2 separate regions of the Ovis aries genome follow, and region 1 is linked to region 2. The links are chromatin contacts, called in public Hi-C maps. All regions are on one chromosome and are shown on one strand. The core of a region is the stretch at or near the end of the contact, and the rest is flanking DNA. Distances in the headings are between cores, read along the strand shown. Region 1 holds the start of EPC2 (enhancer of polycomb homolog 2). Region 2 overlaps KIF5C (kinesin family member 5C).

Region 1 (3,424 bases), core at 700-3,199, 310 kb after region 2:
TTCTTATCAGGAGATGACATTAATAGAAATGTAACTTTGTGGAATTTCAAGCTGTGTTTTTTAAAGTTCAATTAAATTAATTCTCATACATATTATAACTCCCTTAATTTTCTTTCCTATGGAAAACTGAGCTAAGCTAGAAATACATTTTACTTAAAAACAAAGAATTTTCACATAAGACTTAGCTCTAAACCTTCAATATAAATCTTGGGTTTTCATCTTATTTTTTTTAAGTTCAATGTTCATCTAATATTGAGGACATACTCGTTTTCTACAGAAAGCCCAGGCTTTCAAATAATCGAACACCGAGAAATGTGATTAAATCACAGCAGAAAGTAGTAACAGCAAGGTAATATAATGAGGTCACAACTCGAGCAGCCAATCAAAAGCATAAAAGCATTTCCTGCAATATTAATAGTCAAAAGAGAAAACCAATCACAGAAACCTTGGGCCTTCTTTTGACAGTCACAGAAGCAAGAGAACCAATCCACACACACTCGGGGTTGACAATAAGGCGGGACCACAGGTTCATTGAAGAAATTCTTGAGGGTGCAGTTACTATGAACTTCGCACGCCAAGTACCACCACTCCAAGAGTCATCAACACTGTCAAGCCAGGTGAAATTCAACCGTATCCAAAATGTAGGCCATCGGGGGGAAAGCATTTTTGCCCTAAACTGCTATTATTAATTTTTTTTAAATGCAGCTGTCAACTTGGATGCAGTAGGTCCTCAACTTCTAAAAGATGCCCCCGCCCCGTCCGCCAAGCCGTGACAATTGTCGGGGACGCCACCGGAGGACAGCACATCCTCGGTCCCTTTCTAACACAACGCACGGAGCGGGCGCTGTCCCCCCTAGGCAGGCAGAAACGACTAGCTCCGGGCCACGGAGCTAGCCGGTCAGCGGCTTTCTAACGCTACATCCTGCTACTAGTCGCGGCCCCCGCCCTCTCCCGCCGCAGTGCTGCACCATCACCTCCATCCCTCTGCACCAACGAGGGCCGAGGAACGAGATTACCTTGCTAGGGGGAAGATAATGTTTGTTTTGAAAGCGCTTTACTTTCCGTAACTCATATCAAAGAGAACCTAATGCGAAACTAAAGCTAAAAGTGTGTGTGTGTTGGAGCGGGGGGCAATCTTCCCTAGCCAAAGGGTCCCTTGCCGATTAATTAATACCACACCCGAGGTGCGAGGTGTTGGGGGGTAGGTAAACAGAGGCCGTACGCCAAGTGCGGCCAGAACATCCCCTGCGCCATTCCCGGCCGCCGCTTACGGCAAGGCCCCCTTACGGCAGCGTAAGCGGCGCTGCGAGCTAATCACAACACTGGGACGCAACAACATGGCGGCCGCGGGCGGGCGCTGCGCCGGCCGAGAGGGTTTACGCTACTCCGCCGGCGTAGGGTCCCATGCGATGGAGCGGCAGCGGCGCCCTCCAGCGAGCGTAAAGCGCTCTGTGAATGGCGAGGCCCGACTGACAAAGGGGAGGGGGGAGGAGAGAAGGGGGGGTAATAAACACTCGAGTCCCTACCGATTCCTCCTCCTTCTCCATCCCGGTGGGCATCTGGGGCACGGCCCGGTTGATGGAGACGCAGTCGTTGAGATCAGGCATGTCCTTGCCGCGGTAGATAGGCAGCGGTTTGGCGGCGTCCAGCGCCCGCGCTCGGAAGGAGAGTTTACTCATTGTCTCCCCGCCTCACAGGAACAGCCCGGGCGGCGGCGGCGGGGCGGGCGGGGAGGGGGGGAGGACTCCCGCCGCCTCCTCCACCTCCTTCCTCAGTGCAGCGCGGCCGGCCCGCTCCTCCTCCTCCTCCTCACTGCCCCCGGCCACAGCATGGGCGCCCACCCCGCCCGAAAACAGCCCCCCGCCGCCCGCGGCCGCTTCCACACACTAGATCCGCCGCTCGCCCGCCCGATCCGCTCCCTGCGCCATGGCCAACATGGCGGACATTACCACAGCGGCGGCGAGCGATCCCGGCAGCCCGCGCGAGAGCGCGCCCCCGCCGCGGGGACGCGCCTCGCCCTCTCCCTCCCTCCCTCCTTCCTCTCCCTTCCCCTCCCTCGCCTGCCCACCCACTCTCTCCGCTGCGCGGCCGGCCCGCGGGTGCGTGCTCAGCCTCCGGCCGCTCCGGAGAAAGGGGGTGGCGGCGACGGCCGCTCTCTGCTCGGCAGCCCGCGCCCTCGCCGTGTGGCAGGTGCCAGGTGCGCAAGTTAACCCGCGCCCCCTGAGCGTGCGCCTCTGCCTCTGCGGCCCCGACACCCCGCTCGCTGGGTACCCCGAGGAAGGCGCCGCGCAGAACAGCCGCGCTGAGCAGCGCGATTGTGCTGAAGCGGGAAGGGAAGATGTCAACAGGCGCCACAGCTGCCCCACCGCGCCTGTACTTATGAAGAGCTTATTTCTAAGGCGCCTCGAGCGCCGGCTCGTTCGCATCTTCCGATTCGTACAGCCCTGAGAAGTGTGAAAGGTTCATTTCTTCTCGCGACTCCGAGGGGCGCAGACCTGCCGGGTCTCGCCCACCCGGAAAACTCACATGGCCCCAGCCCTCTTCCCCGCATCCTCTCTTCGGTACGTGACCGAAAGAGCTCTCCAAGGTAAGGCATCCTCGCTTTCGCCGGGAGGATGCTAACGCCTGCAGTGAGGCTTAACGTTTGAGACTGCCAGATGCAACAAGTGCACTTGAACCTGTCTCCCAAACTTCATAGAATTACGTAGTGGATGATAGATATTTCTAATTTCAAAACTAGAGTTCTTAAAAATTAAGCTTATAAAATTTAACCAAGGCAGCACACATTCCCAAAGTGACAGGTCTGTCTAAAATATTGGTGCTGTGGAAGGCGCAAAGAAGTTTGAGATACAAAGTTCTTCGTGCAACTTTGACATTGATGGGATGGCAGAAAGGTTGGAAAGATGAATAACAATAAGAGATGTAAATAATTGAAGAGCAGGGCAACCAGAAAGCAAAATGAAGAATGACAGTAAAAAAAAAAAAAAAAAGAAAAATTGATCCCTTGAAGAACACTGTATAGGTGATGACACAAGGCAGTAGACATGATTAATTACCAAGTGAGTCCCACAAACCCTGATTGCCAGGAGAGTTCCGAGAAAGGAGACTTCTTAAGCCTGAACCAGTTAGAGGAAGTTCTAAAGAGGAGAGAAGATCCAGCTGACTCAAACAAGCACCAGCTATTGTTGACATCAGCCTCATTTAACTGAGTTCCTTGGTTAGACTTTAAGCACTACAGTTTTCCTGCAAAATTCCTAGGAAGAGTGTAACATTTTGCCATTTTGTAATAATTGATAAATATCTTTCCTAATTCAAAGAAAGTAGATAGTTTGCTGACATCTAGAAGAGAAAAAAAACTTACTCTTAGTCATTCGTATGTGACATCAAAGCTCCATCTCTTCCTCCACTTTCTCTCAGATCATTT
Region 2 (3,415 bases), core at 41-2,540:
AATAGCTAGATAAAGATATGTAGATACATCCCTTAAAAAAAAGACTGAAGGTAATTCATGTAATTTGTACAACTAAACCTAGCCTTAAGAATAAGCCTGGCCGGTCACTGCCTGGGAGGCCATGGATAAGTCCATATTAGGTACCAACAGCCTTAGCAGGAGCGTGGAGGAACCAGATTTCCAGAGCACAAGGGTGTGACATAATGAACAAAGGCGTGGCCTACCTGGGAGATGAGCAGCTGGCAGGCTGCCAGCTCCCGCTCGCTGGCATTCATCTTCCTGTTGGAGTCCATCTGGGCGCTCTCGAGCTGTTTGCTGCGGTTCACCAGAGATTTGACCTCCGACTTCATCTTGCTGATGTACAGCCGGGCCATGGTGAATTCCTCTTCAATGACTCCGTTCACATCTGCCAACTGAGCACAGGAGGGAACCACTCAATGACGCCTAAGACTGCCAGAGGTTCACAGGGCCCTGAAACCTGTCCATGGGGATGTCTGTGGATTTCTGGGTTAAGAATCCCTAATCACAGGACCACAAGCTGAGAACCACAAGTTGAACTATAGGTTCCACCTGACGTTCTCTGAAACCTCAGATAAAACTTCCAGTGAAAAACCTCAATTAATATAATCTTCAATTAACCAGGTTTTTCATTACAATTGATTTTCTAGAATGAAAGAGATGATATCAGTAGAAAAAAATATTGAAATTTTAAAAAGAGATAACTCGGAAGAGGTGTTCCTTACATTTCTGGAAGGGCAGCAAAACCCAGTGTTCCTAAAGGTGATCCGGAGTCCCAAAAGAAATCATTCAAAACTTCAATTATGTTCTCTACAGTCTGTTATCCAGAGAAACAAGCAGTCTAAGAGCTTGAACATGTTTCTATAAGCAAAGGTTGAAATACAGAGGATTCTCTATATAGTTCTCAATTAAAGAATCTAATGAAAAAGAACATGTTATCACCAGAAACAGCTCTGGATGAAAGTTTTCCTGCATGACTTCTCATTATGACCAATGTTTCCTTGCCCCTACCTGCCTGCACACAGGGATCTCGCTTAGTTAAGATCACCTGAGAATAACAGTTTAAATTCACCTTTAGAAGAAAAGATTCTGACAATAAGAATTCTTCTACTATCTCATATTTGTTGTCTAATTTTCAGAGCTCTACAGGATACAAATAATGCAGCAAGATACTTGGGATAGAAACCCACTTGCTGAGATGCAGAGATAGCCTTGAGGAGCAAAGTAACTGCGAATATTTTGTTTAACCACCAGAGGGCACCCTAGCACCTCAGGAGAAAACAAGAGCCCTCTCCAGTACCCATCCCACGAACAGAGGCTTCAGTTTAAGACAGTGATTCCAACTCTGTTTTTTTGATGTTTCACAATACACTCCGTCTGCCCACTTTTGTCATTATTGCTGTCATTAGCTCATCGTATGACTATTTTTTTCAGTAAACATTTAAGAGCTATGAACCCAGAGTGGTCTATCAACCCTGAAAATTGGCAGCAGGTAAAAAGTACACAGGACAGTGCTGAGTGCCTGAAATCTGGTGTCAACCTTCCCCTAAAAATTCCCCAACAATGTTGCTAAACATCTCAGGGTCAATCAACACAACACAGAGTTCAGGTTCACAGCAAGAAAATCCACAATTATCAACATCTGACTCCATCTTACTTGAACAGAAGCGAAAGTGAAAGTCTCTCAGTCCCTTCCGACCCTCTGCGACCCCATGGACAATACAGTCCAAGGAACTCTCCCGGTCAGAGTCCTGGAGTGGGTAGCCATTCCCTTCTCCAGGGGATCTTCCCAACCCAGGGATCAAACCCAGGTCTCCCGCATTGCAGGCAGATTCTTTACCAGCTAAGCCACCAGGGAAGCCCCTTACTTTAATGGAGGTTCTTCCTAATCAGTTACACTTCCGTTTGCCAGCGATTTGCCTACCAAATCCACTCATTACACTTCTTTCATAATCCAGTATCATGGAGATAACAGATGAGAAAACCCCACAATCTTTAAGTTCAGTTTTCTCCTTGTGCCTTGGTGATCGGTCCAACATGGTACAGAGATGAGAAACTCATTCTTTAGCCTGACCAAGTGTGCCCTGTGTATTGTCTTTCTGTATAAAGGTAAGGAGACATCCATCTCTTTTGTGTGGAATTCACAACCTATACCCTCCTGGGGGTTAGAACATTGCTGAACCGAGTTAGGGTGTCGTGGGAAGGAAGCAAACACCTCCTCCTCTAAGACGTTCTTCAGCTGAGGGCACATTGTGTTCTATGCCCAGGTGACATCTGAATTGGAGATGAGTAGAAAAAAAATAAATCACAAAAATGGGCATTCTCTAAAGTGAGAACTGGGTATTTCTTCCCTCAAACCAGAACCATAACTTCTGAAGCCTATACTTATTCTAGGAGGTCAAAAAGGAGATTTTGAATCTACACCTGATGGGGGAAAAAAAAACAAACACACAGTACTCCAGGCAAATATTAACTGCAAGGTTTCTTACCACTTACAAGCTCATATATGTAGTCATATAACTTCAGAGTTTTCAGTAATTCCAGTATACTCTTATTTTAAAAAGAAGAATCAGAGTTTGCTGCTGTAGGCTTATTTAATAACTCTCCTCTGGGTCTGACAGTGACTGGAATGTATGTACTAGACCATGAGGCCCAGTGTGGATGGCTAATTCAGCAGAAGAGACTGCCTCCCCCTTCCGTCTTGCCTGTATAGGAATCACCCTCATCCACGTCTCTAGAGCATACTGCAGTCATCCAAGGAGCCATTTCTAGGCCAAGTAAAAGGTAAGTGAAGTGACTGCTCACATTCTAAGACCTAGAAAGTCACTTGTTGTTGCTGTTTAGTCACTCAGTTGTGGCCAACTCTTTTGTGACCTCATGGACTGCAGCCCGCCTGGCTCCTCTTCCATGGGATTCTTCAGGCAAGGATACAGGAGTGGGTTGCAATTTCCTTCTCCAGAGGATCTTCCCAGTTCAGGGATCAAGCCCCCGTCTCCCGTGTCTCCTGCATCACGGGGAGATTCTTTACTGCTTGAGCCACCAGTGAAGCCCTACAAAGTCATAACGGGACTTAAAAAATCCCTATTAGAAAAAGCAGCTACGGGCTCCGAGCCGGAGGTTTTGTTGTGAGGGTCGGTTGTCAAGCAGCAGCCAATCAGGCCAGGGGATGGAGCCCAGTTTAAAAAAAAAGAAAAGGCGTCTAGAAATGTCAGTTTTATTTACAAGTGCAGCACAGAGCCAAGGTATGATAAAGTTGCTTCCAAGAGGCTGAGGAGCAGGAGGGGAATGAAGAAGCAAGCCCTCTTGGAGGTGAGGACCCCAGCCACCATTCTGTGGGGACTGGAACTCACACCCTAGCCCCAGCAGACCCCAGGCTGTGCTGAAGAAGTTGATGAGA

The links. Hi-C and Micro-C count contacts between places; a contact is called where the count stands out from the background.
Region 1: a contact with region 2 is called in a Hi-C map of hypothalamus, with 5 times the contacts expected there. The contact joins the promoter of EPC2 here to the enhancer-like site in region 2. A contact is called at or near these places in 4 of 16 Hi-C or Micro-C datasets (hypothalamus, muscle, skin fibroblasts and 1 more).

The regions. Positions count from the first base shown.
Region 1 is chr2:160,901,459-160,904,882 of ARS-UI_Ramb_v3.0, forward strand. It overlaps EPC2 (enhancer of polycomb homolog 2), which reads right to left and starts at 1,950. Exons shown (of 12, transcript XM_060409981.1): 1 at 1,527-1,950. The coding sequence starts at 1,679.
Region 2 is chr2:160,596,726-160,600,140 of ARS-UI_Ramb_v3.0, forward strand. KIF5C (kinesin family member 5C) reads right to left here. Exons shown (of 26, transcript XM_012137979.4): 16 at 225-413. Among named protein-coding and RNA genes, the nearest start is that of LYPD6B, 50 kb to the left of the region's middle. Within about 2 kb of position 1,291, at least 10 of the 54 cell types and tissues checked have an H3K27ac peak or open chromatin away from gene starts, as enhancers often do. A contact at or near this core is called in hypothalamus, where this site is marked.